Linked DNA regions of Hordeum vulgare: region 2 is linked to region 1. Evidence: chromatin contacts called from public Hi-C data. All regions are on one chromosome and are shown on one strand. The core of a region is the stretch at or near the end of the contact, and the rest is flanking DNA. Distances in the headings are between cores, read along the strand shown. Region 1 holds the start of LOC123445262 (SAC3 family protein A). Region 2 holds the start of LOC123445301 (protein CANDIDATE G-PROTEIN COUPLED RECEPTOR 7-like).

Evidence for each region. A called contact is a pair of places that touch in the nucleus more often than the background predicts.
Region 2: a Hi-C map of seedling shows a contact between it and region 1, with 2.3 times the contacts expected there. The contact joins the promoter of LOC123445301 here to the promoter of LOC123445262 in region 1. A contact is called at or near these places in 1 of 6 Hi-C or Micro-C datasets (seedling) and 1 of 1 datasets of contacts at active chromatin or transcription factors (embryo).

The regions. Positions count from the first base shown.
Region 1 is chr1H:460,559,597-460,562,496 of MorexV3_pseudomolecules_assembly, forward strand. It overlaps LOC123445262 (SAC3 family protein A), which reads left to right and starts at 1,452. Exons shown (of 14, transcript XM_045122236.1): 1 at 1,452-1,848; 2 at 2,409-2,900. The coding sequence starts at 1,795. LOC123445279 (histone H4) reads left to right here and starts at 566. Exons shown (of 1, transcript XM_045122246.1): 1 at 566-1,189. The coding sequence starts at 630. The coding sequence ends at 941.
Region 2 is chr1H:460,626,303-460,629,202 of MorexV3_pseudomolecules_assembly, forward strand. LOC123445301 (protein CANDIDATE G-PROTEIN COUPLED RECEPTOR 7-like) reads right to left here and starts at 1,355. Exons shown (of 1, transcript XM_045122265.1): 1 at 1-1,355. The coding sequence starts at 1,191.

The DNA of each region.
Region 1 (2,900 bases), core at 202-2,701:
ACTTAATTTTGTCTTTTTTATTTATCTTTTTGACACAAGTGACTTTTCGTTGTGTAGAAATGACGGTTCTCACTTCTTTCGGTCTTTTTGCTTGCCTTTTTGGCATGATTGCCTGTTTGCTAGCTCGACTGGTTTAAAGTCATGATATTTTGACTATAGAATTATATTTTATAGTACAAAATAATTTACTAAAATAATTAGAGATATAAATTTGGTCCATGTGTACCTATCATCATGGATAGCAAATTTTTCTGTATCTTTTAGTATTTGATACGGAGGGGACAATCTGCTGCTAAGAGCAAGTCGCTCCGTTGCCATTTCTTGCTGGCGCCGTTGCGCGCACCTGCACGACGGAAACGCACAAACATGGCGCCGGTGGCCAAAAAGTTTCAAGCTGGCGCGCCTCACGGAACGAAATTTCAGATGCACCCCGCCAATCTACCGGGCACGTCACTGATCCGCGGCAACCATGCCCGGATCGCGGTCTCGACCTTCCCAATTCCGCGGTCCGCGCCTTCCTCCCGCCCCTTTTAACCCCCCGTCCCCGCTTCCCCCAAATCACGCCACCACCGCCGCTCGTCCCAGTTCCACACCCGCTCGCAGCTGGAACCAGGGAGAGATCGTCAGCCATGTCCGGGCGCGGCAAGGGAGGCAAGGGTCTCGGCAAGGGCGGCGCCAAGCGCCACCGGAAGGTGCTGCGCGACAACATCCAGGGCATCACCAAGCCGGCCATCCGTCGCCTGGCGAGGAGGGGCGGCGTGAAGCGCATCTCGGGGCTCATCTACGAGGAGACCCGCGGCGTCCTCAAGATCTTCCTCGAGAACGTCATCCGCGACGCCGTCACCTACACCGAGCACGCCCGCCGCAAGACCGTCACCGCCATGGACGTCGTCTACGCGCTCAAGCGCCAGGGACGCACCCTCTACGGATTCGGCGGCTAGGCCTAGGCGTCCATCTGCGCCCGCAGCCCGTCGCCTCCTCGCCGTCCGCAGTCCGCACCGCCGTCGGCCAACAACTCTGCCCCGCCGTGGCCGCAGGCGCGAAGAAACAGCCATGTCTTTTGTTCAGTAGCAGTCGTATCCGGAGCAATGTTACTACCTGTTCTCCCATTAGCCCATCGCACAATTCCTCTAGTGAGCCCGTAGCTCCATGAGCCCAGTTGTGGAATCGAATGTACCGTCTTCCTGCCCGTGCGAGCAAATGCTCCGAGTTCGTTGAGATGTTGTGATTTACTCCTACCGCTCTCTGAATCCCCCCACAGCTCTCTGAAAGTCTGAATCCCTGGAGATCTGTTTTTTTTTTTCAACGAAAAAGGCCAGGTTGCTAATAGTAGCTGGGCTCAAATAGAACAGTCTGCGGGCCCATCCAAGGCCCACGGCCCGTACACGCAACGCAAGCGCCGCGGTAGTTATTCATTCCGTCTCCGGCACGCTCCCTTCTGTCTCCGACGAACTCGTTACGACGACACCCAACCAAGCCGCAACGCAACGCATCCGAAAAGGGGCTGCTCCTTTCTCCCGCATCTCGCTTTCCGCACCCTCACCCCTCTCCCACCCTCGCTTTCTGCATCGCCGCCTCCGCCCCCGGAAAATCTCCCCTGAATCCGGACCACTCGATTTCCTCCTGAATCCGCCCCGCCGAACCAACCCGTTGACCCGATCTCCCCGTGTGTTTTTTTTTCTTCCGAATTCGATTCGTCCGCCGCCGATTTCCCCCACCCACCCACCCACTCGTCGTCTCCGGTTGGGCCGAATCGGCCGGCCTTGTCGCCGCTAGGGTTCGGGCTCGGGGACGATGGCCAGCCACGGAGCTGCGCCGGCCGCTGGATCCGACGCCGCGCGCGTCGAGGTACGCCACGTGACTCGCCTGTTGATTTTTATTTTATTATTTTCAGGAAAAAATGTTTGTTATTGGTCCGGCGTAATCGGGAGGTAACCAATTCGTAATTATTATTAAGCTGTGGTATTCACTGCAGTTGTTGGGGGTTCAGCCTTGTGATGATACGCTGTGCAGTTGATTCCGGGCATAAGGTGTAGTTTTAGTACTCGAGCTAACCTGGGCATGTGCTTGGGAAATTAGAGTTCTTAGCTGACTGAGTAATTCATGCGAGTGTTGTTTTGTCGTGTTTCGTTGCAATTTCCCCCATTATCTTAGGTGTGAGATACGATAATATTCTACGCCCCTGCTGCAGTTTATAAGGGCGTCGTAGTGCGGTACTACTGAATCTTATGGAAGCCTAGTAGACCATTCTAGCGTTTACGAATTTCACTAATGCTGCGATGCAGAACTAAAACATTTTATACCCCCTGCAAACTGAACTGGCCTTTATAGATGATTAGCGCCACACTGAGGATGACCCTTTTGAATCTATCAGAATGATGATGATGATTTTCCTTTGCTAATGGCAGGTTAGCGGCACGGGCCAGACAAACCAGCCTGCTTACCCGCCTTTTGTTTCTGGGGATCATTCATGGTCCTCTTCAACTGGGGCAGCAGCAGCAGCAGCTTCGTGGAACTATCCAGTAGCCAATCAAAGCCAAGATGCAGTATACTATGACCCACAGAGGGATGTATCTGTTTCAGGAGATAATCAAAATGTGGCAAGCAGTGCACCTCCTGCTGTACAGTCGACTATGGGCTTGACAAATGCAAGTCATTCTCATGTGCCTTACGCAAGTTCACTTCAGCAGGGCTACAATCCTGCAGAATATGCAAATTATTACTATAACTACCCACAAGCAACAAATAGTTGTTCTGCACAGCAAGGAGGGGCAAACCAACATCCAGGTGCAGCTTATCAGCCTCTTACTTCATTTCAGAATTCTGGGTCTTACATTGATCCTTCAAGTAACACATATTACAATGCTGGTGGTCACCAGACTGCGCCAGGATATGCAACC
Region 2 (2,900 bases), core at 105-2,604, 67 kb after region 1:
CCTGAGCGCAAACACCACGATCCTGGTGAAGTACAAGTACCCAATCACCACGGTGTAGAACTGCCGGAACAGAGTGAGCTTGGACAGGTTCCGCGCCGCCTTGCCGTCGGTCTTGGACGTCTCCCGGAGCGACCGCATGGACCAGACGACCGGGAAGAGCACCGCGCAGCAGCAGGCGACGTCGACGAACAGCAAGATCTGGTTCCATGTCACCCAGCTCTGCATGAACGGCCCGGTCTCCCCAATGACCGCGTCGGCGATGTTGGCCATGACCTGCAGCGGGATCACCACCATGAGCACCTTCTTCTCCCGGTCCTGCAGGAATGGCCTGAGGAAGGACCACCCCGTGCCGACCAGCACGATGACCGCGAAGAGGATGACGCCCTTGATGAGCTGGAAGAGGTAGAAGGCCACGTCCCAGCCGTGCGGCGTCCCGGTGACGCGGATGTAGTGCTGGTCCTCGGCGGCCGAGAGGCAGTAGAGCAGGCGCGCGACGAGGAGCGCGGACATGAGGTGGTGGATTTGGTTGGCCGCCACGCGGTCGCGGGAGAGCGTGAGGTAGGCCCATCCGGCGAGGAACGCGGCGTAGCCGAAGGCGAAGAAGCCGTAGATGGCCGGGACGGGCGCCTGGCCGACGGGGAGGTAGTCCTTGGAGCCGTCCGGGTTGGCGTTGTACATCTCGGTGCGGACGTTCATGGAGACGAGCGACTCCGGCGCGCAGTTGGCGAAGTAGAGGCTGTACTCGTCGGGGTGGGTGACCGGGAAGGACTTGTTGTAGTGCCCGCCCTCCATGTCGTGGAAGGTGAAGAGCTTCTTGACGTAGGGGCTGGAGAGGACGCACCCGGAGAGGTCGGGCTCGTCGGCGCCGCTGGGGTCCTCCGGCTCCGCCGCGCGCTTCTCCGCCGGCGCCCGCGGCTCGGAGGCGGCCTGCAGGAGGGACTCGTCGGCGAGGAGGAAGAACCCGATCTGCTTGGGGTCCGCCCGCGCGAAGGAGGAGGAGACGGCGGCGCCGGAGAGGATGATGCGGACCGCGCCGGTCTTGGAGAAGCCGAACTTCTCGAACAGGATGGTGTGGCGCGGGTCCTCCCGGAAGGACTCCGCCCTGATCTCCGCCGCGGCGGGGGAGGCGAGGAGGAGGGACCCCGCGGCGGCGAGCAGCAGCAGCAGGAGGCGAGCTCCGGCGGTGGCCATGGCGAGATCTGTCGCCTGTGCGGGGCGGAGCGCGTGGGAGTGTGTCGGTGTGCGCGTGGGCGGTGGGTGGAGCACGGCCGTCTTATGTGGCGGAAGAGCGGGGCTCGGATGTGCCTCGCGATTGGTGACTGTTCGGTAGGAGGTTGACTTGTGCAGTCCTAGCAGACGGTGCGACGGGAAAGTTTCCACTCCCGTTTTTGTACACTTCGGGGTGTGAAAGGGCTGTCAGGAAAAAAAATACACTCATGGTCTCTATAGTTACACAAAAGTACAATACGGTTACTGAGCCTAGCAATACGTTCATTACGGTCATCGGATACGATTTAACGAAAAAATACGGTCACTGTAGCACATATACGGTGGGTACAACGCGGTTGAACACGTGTTGACCGGCTCGAGGCCAGGTGGCGAACCGCGGAGGCGTGGTCGTCGTTTTTTTTGCGTCGAGCCCCGTGACCATCATGGAATCCACCCATTCATCCCTGCTCCACTCACGTCGCCTCTTCGTGTTCGATTGGAAATAGGGGAGCGGCTCCATAAGCGACGCCGCCCCCAACGATCGTCGACGGTGCACGCAAGCTGAGGCGCGGATGTCCTCCGCGAATGCATAGGTGGCGCCGCCGCGCGTGTTCTTCTTGTGTGAGGCGTCGGCGATGGCCCGTGTTCGTGGTGCAGAAGGGGCGTCACCCCGTGTCTACAGTAAGTATCTGCCCCTGTTCTTCTCGTAAGGTTTGTGCGTTTTGGTCGTCAAAGAACCTCCTTTTAGGACCGCATTTTCATCTAAGATGTGTTGTAGTTGCAAGATTGGACCGGTTGTTCTAGGGTTTTTAGTCAGAATTTAGGGGTTAAGGGAATTGGGGCTTAGGCTTTTTTAGAGTTAAATAAAGAGATTGTGATGCATGTAGTGCTTTTGTTGTTGTCTGAGGTCGTCGAAGCAGCAATTTTCCGATGGAGATCAACCATGGTGGGTTTTTTCTTGGCCATGGCAAGAACCGTTCTTATGTGAATGGTCGTGCCATTTTGTATGATCAAGTGGAAAGGGTCACCTGGTCACCTATAATGATTGAAAATCTTGTGGAAGAAATAGGTTATGAGATGGCAGGGAGGCTTAAGGTTTTTTATTGTGTCCCTATCCTTACACTTAGCACAAATGGTCTCAGGGCAATAGCTGATGATGAACGGGCTGGCAAAATGCTCATGTTTGTTGATATTGGACACCACTTTTTCAGTCTTTATTTGGATCATGATGATAGCTTCAGAGCTAACCTTAGCGAGGATGATGTTGTGAATCATCCAAGAGCTAGTTTGCCTCAAGTTTTCAGCCCAACAAGGAGAGTGCATAGCAATGGAGAGAATGCAGAAGCAGAGCACGGAGAAGGTGAGGCAGAAGCAGAGCATGGAGAAGTTCACGCAGAAGGAGAGTTTGGAAGAGGAGAGGAAGCACATATTCCTATTCAAGTTGTCTATCCTGATTGTGATGCAGATGATGATGTCAACCCGTTTGAGTTTGTTAAGCGGGCATGAGTACATAGAGATGTGGGTAATGAAAGACATGAAGAACGGGCAGATGGTGTGCAAGAAGGTGATGCAGGTGGAAACATAAGAATGAGGAGGAGTGACAGGCAGAACCAGTTGAACTATGCACTCGAAGAAGAGGATGTAGCAAGTGATACAGAAGGTGAAGATTATGAGCCTGGTCTGCTTGTGGA